Regions from separate parts of the Sus scrofa genome. Here region 1 is linked to region 2. Evidence: chromatin contacts called from public Hi-C data. All regions are on one chromosome and are shown on one strand. Each heading gives the region's core, a stretch centred on a gene start, on an enhancer-like site or on the middle of the called end of the contact. The rest is flanking DNA. Distances are from core to core; before and after follow the strand shown.

Region 1 (5,015 bases), core at 637-3,136, 370 kb after region 2:
GGCACAATCTGAAAATGCTTTTTATTGTGGCAAAATATGCAGAACATAAAATTTATCATCTCAGTCATTTTAAGTGAGCAGTTCAGTGGCATAATCAACTATCTACCTGTGCTACCATCCCCGCTCTTCATTTCCAGAACTTTGACAACCTCCCGAACTGAAGCTCTGTACCCGTGAACCGCTAACTCCCCATCCCGCCCTCCCCGCAGCCCTGAACTATTCTACATTCTGTCATTAAGAATTTGCCTATTCTCAGTCCCTCACAGAAGCGGAATCATATATTTGTCCTTTTGTGTCTGGCTTATTTCACTTAGCATAATGTTTTCAAGATTTATCTATGTTGCAGCACGTATTAGAATTTCATTTCTTTTTATGATGGAATAATATTCATTGTATGTACATATCGCATTTTGTGTATCCATTTTTCTGTGGATGGACATTTGGTTTATTTCCACCGTTTGGCTATTGGGAATACTACTACTATGAACACTGGTGGACAAAATCATGTTCCAGCCCCTGCTTTCAATTAATTCTTTTGGCTATATATCTAGAAGCAGAATGGCTGGATCATACGATAAATCCATGTTTTTTGAGCCACTGCAGTCACAGTGGCTGCATCCTGTTGAGCCACAACAGGAGCTCCTGTCTTATTTTCTTTATGGCACATTTCACAACACTACATATTTGATTATCATCTGTTCTCCCAACACGACTGGAACATAAGCTTTATGAGGACAGGAACTCAGCACCAATGAAAGAATGAATGAATACCTTGGGAAAAAACACAGAGTCCCTCTTCATTTAAGCATGCATCAAACTACTATTTATTAAGACCTTACTGTAGACTAGGCACATGTTGTAAACACAACGGATATTAGGCACAGAGCTTGTTAAATGGTTGTATAAATCTAAAATATAAAATTAGAGTTTTTAAAAGGACTGGGTGGGTGAGTCCCCTAGAGGACAAGTCCAGATCGGAAGCCTTAAGAAAAAATCACCAGCTATTGCTCCATGCACCATGATAGGAAGTAACCTTGTCTTGACAATTAGATTATATCTCCAAGGCCCACAAAACCGGGGTTCAGTGAAGCTAGCAATTTTCTAGGGATCTTCTAATGGAGGTGGGAGACACACTCCCTCGTGGAGGGCAGTTCCTTCGCCCTTGCACAGGCACAGTGCTGGCCAGCGGCGCCCAGGACAGCCTGTAGGACCAGCTCAGGACTGTGCACCCCGCAAAGACTACGGTCAGTTCCGGGACCTATGCTTGCCTTGCCCTCTATTTTCACTGGGTAAAAGGCCAGAGGTGCTGCCCCAGGTATAGCACCCACCTCTCTGCAACTGCGAGATGTGGGCTGGAGCTCGAGGGCGCCGCCTCAGTCGCCACAGCGCCCCTGCATGGAGGACAGCAAGGGCAAAATGAGCAGGCCTGGGGTGCAGCCGGGGCTTACCTCAAGTGTGCAGTACGCGAGCGGGTAGTAACAGCTTCCCGGAGAGGGAGAAGCCAAAGGATCCTGCCATAAATGGTCCTTAATGAGGGAGTGAGTGGGGAAAGAGGAGAGCCCTTCCAGCTGGGTGAGGAGGGCTGCGGAGAGAGGAGCCCCCGGCGATGCTTTGCCTCCAGGCCCCCACGGACTGTGCCGGCGGTGGCGGGTTACTGGGGACCTCAGGGCGTGGGGAGAGGACCCGGCGAATCAGGAAGCAGCTTGGACAGCGAGCAGGGGAGGGGTTAAGGTTGGGAGGTGCTCCGGGGCGGGGCTACAGGGCGCTAGGGGGCGGGGTTACGGCTGGGAGGGGCGTAGGGGCGGGGCTACAGGGAGGGAAAGGGCGGGGTTACGGTAGGGAGGGGGTAGGGGCGGGGCTACAGGGCGGGAAGGGGCGGGGTTACGAGCGGCGTCAGCGGTCTGCGCAGGGGCAGAAAGGGGCGACGGGGACCTCTGAGTGCGCAGAGCCCCGCGCAGAGCCCCAACCAGAGCGGTGCGCGCCGGCGCCTGGCGTGCACACCCAGAGAGGTGGCGGGGCGGCGAGGGCGCCGTGGGGCCCTCACGCCGCCTATCGGGGCGACTACGGGTGCGGGGCACTGCTGCGCCGGAAGCATCCTGCTGCTGCTCGTCCTCTACTTCAAATTCCAGCGGCTCCGCAGCCCCGCTTCGCCGGGCGCCCCCTGCTCATCGTTAGCCTCCGCCACCTGCTGCCTTCCGTTCTCGCGGCCGCGGTGGCTTTCGCGCCCCACAGAGGGGCGGCGCGGATGGTGCGTGAGACGGCTTCATCAGCAGCCTGTAGGGTGAGTGCCGGCGGAGACCGCCTCCTTCTGCGCCCCGACCTAGAGGCTGTGCTCTCCTGACCTCGCCTCCCCCGCCTCGACATCTCTTCCTCCGGCCTCCCCGCCTCACTTCATCCGCTCCCAGACCTCACTCCCTCCACCGGTCCTCCTCGCTCGCTGATCTCCGCCCCTCCCCGTGCTCCCAGGCCCCTCGCCCACCCAGACCCCAGCCTGCTGCCGCAGCTCCTCAATCACCTGCTCGGGAGCTCATCTCACTTGTCTGCTTTCACCTCCTGATTTAATTCAGTAGGGCCCGAGACAGTGGTTTTGACACTTTGAGGAAAGAAACGAGAGGGTGAAGTCAAGAACTTCAAGAAAAAAAGTGGTAGTATTTGTGAAACTTGGAGAGGGTGATGAGAAGTGATTTAATTCATATATTATTTTGCTAAAATGAGAGGTAGAAATCTGACATAGCAACAATGTGTAAATTTTTTTTTAAAATGCTCATTATCAGTTGTAAACCTTTGCTTTCTAGGAAGTGAAATAGTTTTATTCAGGTCCTCAGAATGCAAATTGTGCTCTATAAGCTATTTTTACTATATTTTCCTCCTTATAGGTTCCACCACACCAAAATATAAGGCGAGATTGCAAAAATGGCTCAGAGAACCCCTACTGAAATGGACAGATAATTAGCTATGCAGCCAGTAGATTTCATTAAACTAGAACTTGATCGTTAATTGAAATTTTTTATTTTTTTATTTTTTTGTCTTTTTGCTATTTTTTGGGCCGCTCCCGCGGCACATGGAGGTTCCCAGGCTAGGGGTCTAATCGGAGCTGCAGCCACCGGCCTACGCCAGAGCCACAGCAACGTGGGATCCGAGCCGCGTCTGCAACACCACAGTTCATGGCAACTCCGGATCGTTAACCCACTGAGCAAGGGCAGGGATCGAACCCGCAACCTCATGGTTCCTAGTCGGATTCGTTAACCACTGCGCCATGACGAGAACTCCCTGAAATTTTTTAAAAAACTACTCTTACTCCTATTGAAGATTTAAATCTCACTGAGATTGACATTTCAAAGGACGAGCTACCCAACGTGTCATTGAAGATGTGATTTTTCCAAGCTTGGGAAAGAAACTATTTTTGTGTGTGTGGTCCAGAAGTTTCACTTATACAAAGATTTGAAATAGAAATGTATATTTCTCAGGTCGTAAGTTTCCTTTTAAAAAGTCCTAAAATCCCTAATAATTTATTACTGCTTTTATCTTAACAGGTTTAGAAGAGCAAAACCTTTGTAGCATTATCAAAATATTGATAATCACTAACCTATGTGGTAACAAACTCAAATATTATGTATGTTATGATTCCTTAATACATACCTACATATATATTTTTTTTTTTCTTTTTTCCCTTTTTATAGCTGCACCTGTGGCCTATGGAAGTTCCCAGGTTAGGGGTTGAATCAGAGCTGCAGCTGCCAGCCTACATCACAGCCAGGCAATACTGGATCCAAGCCTCATCTGCGACCAGCACCACAGCTTGCAGCGTTGCCAGATCCTTAACCCACTGAGCCAGGCCAGGGATTGAATCCGCATCCTCACAGACACTACGTCCAGCTCTTAACCTGCTGAGCCACAATGGGAAGCCCTCTTTTTTTATATTTTGCAGGAAACAAGAAAATGTCGTAGAAATCATAATTTCACTTATTTGATGGCCTCAGTGATTCTGATATTCTAATAATACCAACCCTTTCCCAATAAACATTAATCTGAGAACTTCAACTATATAAGACTTGAAACCTGGGAGGAAGCTATAGGTGTGTGTAGGTGTTGCTATAGATGCAGTAGATTGCACTCTTTATATTAATGTCTGATGCCTGCCGGCAGTGTTCAGGCAAGGCTGAGGTTTAAAGAGGGCCGTTCATGCAGAGCCTGACATATCCTCAGTGGCAGATACTGGGTCACAGACGTGAAAGTTCTGATCTACAAGAAAGACTTTGTGCTGGTAAATTCTGTTTCTATTCCAGCTCCGTGCCCGGGAGCTTGGAGACGAGTGTATTGGGGTCTTTATTGGTACCAACGTCCCCCTCTTCCTCATCCGTTCCATCTTGCAGCCCCACCCTGATGTGTCTCCTCGTCTTTTCCATCCTTTTTCTCTCTCTCATCATCCCTGCTCTGGTCCCACCCCAATCAGAAGGAATTTTCTAAGCCAACTAGAAAATTGTGGCTCGCTGGTAACAAACCTGACTAGTATCCATGAGGATGCAGGTTCAATCCCTGGCCTTGCTCACTGGGTTAAGGATCCAGCGTTGCCGTGAGCTGTGGTGTAGGCTGGCAGCTGCAGCTCCAATTCAACCCCTAGCCTGGGGACTTCCATATGCCACAGGTACAGCTCTAAAAAGCAAAAAAAAAAAAAAAAAAGGCATTTTAACATACAGACCCAGGCCTTTACCTTTTTTACTTACATCTAAAAAATACACGTATGAGGATTTGTATACATACATTTTCCTTTTGATAGACCAGTTGTTTCATGTACCTAAATATTTTTAAATGCTACTTGTTTTATTGAAATTAATCCTTTTGTAATTATCTGAGCGGCGAAGTCAATTGAAATAGTCCCATGTTGCTACCACGAGATCCTAAAGGCAGGTGGGATAAAGAAAAGCCTTCCATTCATCTGTCCTAGAATGACCCGTAGACCGTGTTGGCCGTAAAAATATTCCTCATCGTGACAGTGTGCGCAGAGTACGTAGTCG
Region 2 (4,968 bases), core at 1,576-4,075:
CTGATATAAGGCAGAGTGAGGCTGATGATTAACAAGTGTCACCCGATCTTCAAACTCACCCATTCATCTCACCAGTATCTACTGAGCATCTGTGGGCTGGATTAACACCTCAGGACCGATCCTGTGAAGAGCCGATTCTGGGCAGCAGTGTCTGTACTGCTCTAGAGAGGGCAGGAGGCTGCACCCCCAATGCTCAGAGAGGTGGCCTGCTAGATGGAGTTGTTTTTAAGAGGCCATGCATAATTTTCCTTCCTTCCATTTTTAATGGTTGCACCTGCAGCATATGGAGGTTCCCAGGCTAGGGGTCCAACATGAGCTACAGCTGCCGGCCTACAGCACAGCAATGTGGGATCCGAGCCCCATCTGCAACCTGCACCACAGCTCAGAGAAAGGACAGAGGCCTTAGGGTGGAAGCGCTTCCGGAAACGGAAACGGCGGGAGCAGGGCACTTGCTCTTGGCACCCTTCTGCAGCAGCAACACCCGGGGGCTCCAAAGCCCGCCAGAGACTCAGCGCTTTGAGGGCGGAAATCAAATCGTCCTCATTTCTGCCTGCCCAGCTCTCACTTGCTGAGGGATGACACTGGAAGTTGTTCTTACCTTATGATGAATACAGACATGTTCACTGCCTCCCCAACGTCCCCATCCCGTGATCCACTCCCGCAGGATGACTGTAAAGACACCGCTGCCTCCCCGCTGAGAAAGACCCGTTCTCCAGACTCCTCCTCCTCTCTCAATTATCCAGTCAGGGGTGAAACAGGAGTGAAATCCTGTCCATTCTTTTTCACATCACTTGGTGGCCCCCAAATGGTCTCCCGTTCTGCAGCCTTTCTCACAGACAATTCAAAAACAAAACAAAAAAACACTTGGCATTTCCACTGCGGTGCAGGGGTTAAGGATCCAGCGTTGTCTCTGCAGCCGACCGCAGCCTGCACAGAAGGTTGGGGATTCCGAGCTGCTGCAGCTGTGGCTCAGATTTGATCCCTGGCCTGGGAACTTGCCTTTCATTTTTGAGTATGTTAATTTTACTTATTTGTTTTTCTTTTTAGGCCGCACCTGCGGCATATGGAAGTTCCCAGTCTAGGGGTTTAAACAGAGCTACAGCTGCCAGCCTACACCACAGCCACAGCAATGTCAGATCTGAGCTGTGTCTTCCACCTGCGACGAAGCTCACGGCAACACCAGATCCTTAACCCACTGAGCAGGTCCAGGAATCGACCTTGCATCTCATGGATACTAGCTGGGTTCATTACCAGCCGAGCCACAACGGGAACTCCCTGAATATGTTAATTTTAAAGTCAACCTCATTTTACATATAGCCTGTACGTCCACGAAGTTTAAGCCAATCATTATATACTTCTCCTCAAATTTGATGCAGGTGGTTTACATAATAATTTGAGAACTACTCTGAATCAGGCAGTTCCAAATTTAGTAACTGAGGTTCAACAATGGATTTGTCCAAGCCTATTACTCTCTTATTGAGATGTTTCTAGAAATTCCAGCTAAACAGCTTGCATATTCAATTTTCCTTTGTAATTTCAATTGGACATGGTATTCTTTCCATTGGGAGGGCTGCTGCTGAGCGCCAACAGCTGTGAAATCCCGCCCCTTCACACGTGAGAGGCCGCTTTAGATTTCAGGATTTGCTGGTTAACACACACAACAAGTACAGAGATGCTCCCTGCCTAACTGGCTACGGTCTGGAAGGATCCTTCTCTATGATGAAGGACATTTAATTGGTTCAATTTACTTCCACCTCGTAAATAAAATGTCTTATACATCCACAGTAGAGCTGCCAGAATTTGGAACTTAATAACAACAAAAAAAAACCCCAGACTTCAGTGGTATAGTTCTGTGACCCTAGGTAATCCTATTAGCCTGAGCTTTCAGTTTCCTCATTTGCAAAATAGGAATAATATTATTATCCTCCCTGAGCCTTCGCAAGAGCAAGTGAAATCAACTGAAGTGTAAAACAAACGCCAGCAGTTGTTACACAAGGCAAAAGTTCCCAGAGTACGATGGGTTGCAGGGCTTTTTAAACCTACAGGCAATTCCAAGGCAGTAAGATGAGGTGGAACTGATTTTAAATTATCTTTAGCGGTCCGATTAACTACTGTAGACAACTACTGCAAAGAATAAAGGGTTGAGATCTTCCAAGCACTACTCCTGTATTCTTTCCAAAAAACACTGGGCGGGGGAAGATTTTACTACATGGTTTTAAACGATAACTTTCTTTAAAACTGAGAAGTAATTGATGGCAACAGTTTGCAAACAATAGCAATTTAGCAGGCAGTTCTTATTTTCAGCGAAATGTGCTAGAAAAGGGCAACGTTTTATGCATACGCAAACTTTCTCTTTTAATTTTAAAAACATCCCTTAAGTTTTGGGAGGCAACCAGAAAGGGAAAGAAGTTGGATTTCGGTGGATCAAAGAACCTGGTGCTCGCGTGTACCCTACGGCTACACATCATACACAGGAAAAGGAGGAGGGACCCAAAGAGGGAGTGGTGGCTCCTGCGCGTAGTCTATTAATTCACATTTTGCTCTCTTCTGTTCACATCCTGCGCGGACTCCACCCAGAGCCACCGAGCGAGGGGGCGGGTGGGACTGACACCGCCCAGCAAATAACAGTCCCAGAAACCGAAACAGAATCGAGGTGAATTGGGAAAACACGGCTCACCAGAAAGAGGGGTGGAGAAGGGGCGCGAGAGGGGACCTTCCTCCCAGCTGATGAGACACCTCCCGCCTCGCTGCTTCCTGGGGACACCCCCTCGGTCCGCCGCCAGCAGTGCCCGTCTGTCCCACCCACGCGAGGAGGCGGGCACGGTACGCGGAGCAAGGCCCCTCACACGAGTATTCCACAGAGACTCCCAGAGAAGCCGAGGGGCGGCCACCCGGAGAAGCGGAAAAAAGCAGGAAAGGGAACTGGCTGCAGAGCGGGGATCCGCGAGACGGTGGAAGGAACTAAGGACTGGCCCTCAGGGCCGGCGCCCGGCAAAGAAGGGCTACCTGTTGCACGGAACTGGCCCTGCGGAGGCGGAGGGCGGACCGCCGTCCCCGGGGCCAGGGCTGCGGGGCCCCGCCCTGCGAAGCCCAGGCTGCAGAAAGTGCGGAGAGACGCCGCCAGGGGAAGGGGCGGCCGCCGAGCCCGCCCGGGCCGCTCCGCCGCGGGGCACTCACATCTGATATTCGTCTATCGCCTCCACCAGCTGGCCCCAGGAGTCGAAGTCGGCGCCTCGCCTGAAGCTGGCGCCCCAGCGCTGCAGCAGGCTCCGGGTCACCTCCGACATGGCCGGTGCCCACCCCGTCCCCTCCCGCCCCTGCCCCAGCAAGGCCGGGCTCTAGGGCGCCATCCTCCCCGGGCCTGGCCCCGACATTAACAGGGCCGGGAGGAACCGCTACGGCCACCGCCGCCACCCGCCAAGGAGCCGCCCAAGCCCATTTGCCGCCACAGCCAAACTTTGCGGCTCTGAGGAGGCCGCCCCGCCGAGGCCCCGCCTCCGAGGCCCCGCCCCCGCGTTAGGTTGAGGCCGCCCCGCGCCCCCGAGCGGCAGCCATTGCTATCGTGGCATTCTTGCTGCGCTCGGGAGGCTCTGCTAGCTCCGCTCTTCGTCTCTGGAGGAGAGACCGAGCTCAAGAGGAACGCCCTTAGAGGAGTATCTAAGAAATGGATGAGGAACTGAGTGTCGTAAGGGGGCTGCCCCAATGCGGCCGTCCCCGCCCCTAAGCACCGTGCTACTGCCGCCTCGGTAGCTGTCATGGCTGTCGTGCCACGTGACCCAGCTCGCGCAGGCCTGGTTTCCCGTCGCTCTAGTTCGGTAGTCCCGACTCCCACCCCTTTTCGTTTTAGGACTCGGATATTGCCTTTCTTCCCTCAGAAGGGCTACTGTGCAGACTCCGAGAGATCCGGTAAGTTTGTCATGAGGATGGATGTTGCCAGTGCTATCCCTACCCCTGTTGTCTCCACGGAGTCCCAACCTATAGGATCACCTCCTTTTACACCATCTCTACAGACTCCCGGATTGTGGTCCCCAAAGTATCCTTGAAACAAATGAGAAAAAATCCGTACTGGTCCCGCTAATCAATGCTATAAACATCTAGGTTTGCCGAATCCTGTTGTCCGCGTTTCCACTAACACGGGGATCTTACAAGCTAAATGGGGGGTTGCCTAATCGCCTTCTGCTTGCCTCTTTCGGGTAGATAGTATCGGCTTTCCACAAAAATGTCTGCTCAGGCAGGGCACGCTAGGGTGTGCGCCTGCGCAACTCCTACGTTAAGGCGGAAGGGGCACCGGAGGAAGAGGCTGGGTGGTAAACAGGAAGTGGAGGTTCCGAGCCTCGGGGGCGGCACTGAGGTAGGTTCCTCGGGAGACCCAGGGTCTCCTGAGTGGGTGGACCCGTATCAGTAATCGGATTCCTCGGGAAGAGGCGGGTTAGGTGGCAGCCTCGATCCGACTCTTGTGCTGGTGGCTGTAGAGGCTCCGTCACACCTGCAGGTGGGTGTGTCGTCCTTCCACCCACCCTCGGAAAGGTCGAACACTGGAGTCGGATCTCTGACCCCGAGGGATCCGACGGGGCGGAGAGCACGGTACCCACCCCTGCGTTGCTGAGGTTAAGATTTTCAGAACTTCAGACATCCTCATCCAGGACATGGGAGGTCGCCTTCAAAGAGTACTTGTAGAAAATTTGTTGTCACAATCAAGAGTATTGTGTGCCATTATCACTAGAAGGCTTGGTTTTATGTGCGCAGAGATGGTGTATTAGTTTACTTAGGTGATAAAGGAAGTTTATATGGATATTGTTTAGAAGGTTATATGTTTTTGAAGAACCTTAAACGTTTTGAGTCGTAAATGAACTTGCTCAATTTTTCGTTGAATACGCAATGCATTTTCTCTTTCTTAAGTACCTGGTGCTCTCCAAAACCGGTTTCGCTTTGAATAAATATGGTAAGGGAGATGTTTAAAGTAGGTAT

Evidence for each region. Hi-C and Micro-C count contacts between places; a contact is called where the count stands out from the background.
Region 1: a Hi-C map of liver shows a contact between it and region 2, with 4 times the contacts expected there. The contact joins the promoter of CHML here to the promoter of BROX in region 2. A contact is called at or near these places in 3 of 5 promoter capture datasets (fetal liver, fetal skeletal muscle and liver), 2 of 47 Hi-C or Micro-C datasets (liver and skeletal muscle) and 1 of 2 datasets of contacts at active chromatin or transcription factors (alveolar macrophages).

The regions. Positions count from the first base shown.
Region 1 is chr10:11,833,586-11,838,600 of Sscrofa11.1, forward strand. CHML (rab proteins geranylgeranyltransferase component A 2) reads left to right here and starts at 1,887. Exons shown (of 2, transcript XM_021064370.1): 1 at 1,887-2,281. It overlaps WDR64 (WD repeat-containing protein 64), which reads right to left and starts at 1,702. Exons shown (of 28, transcript XM_021064368.1): 1 at 1,449-1,702.
Region 2 is chr10:11,463,348-11,468,315 of Sscrofa11.1, forward strand. BROX (BRO1 domain-containing protein BROX) reads left to right here and starts at 2,826. Exons shown (of 13, transcript XM_013980031.2): 1 at 2,826-3,906. AIDA (axin interactor, dorsalization-associated protein) reads right to left here and starts at 3,502. Exons shown (of 10, transcript XM_003130513.6): 1 at 3,178-3,502. The coding sequence starts at 3,287.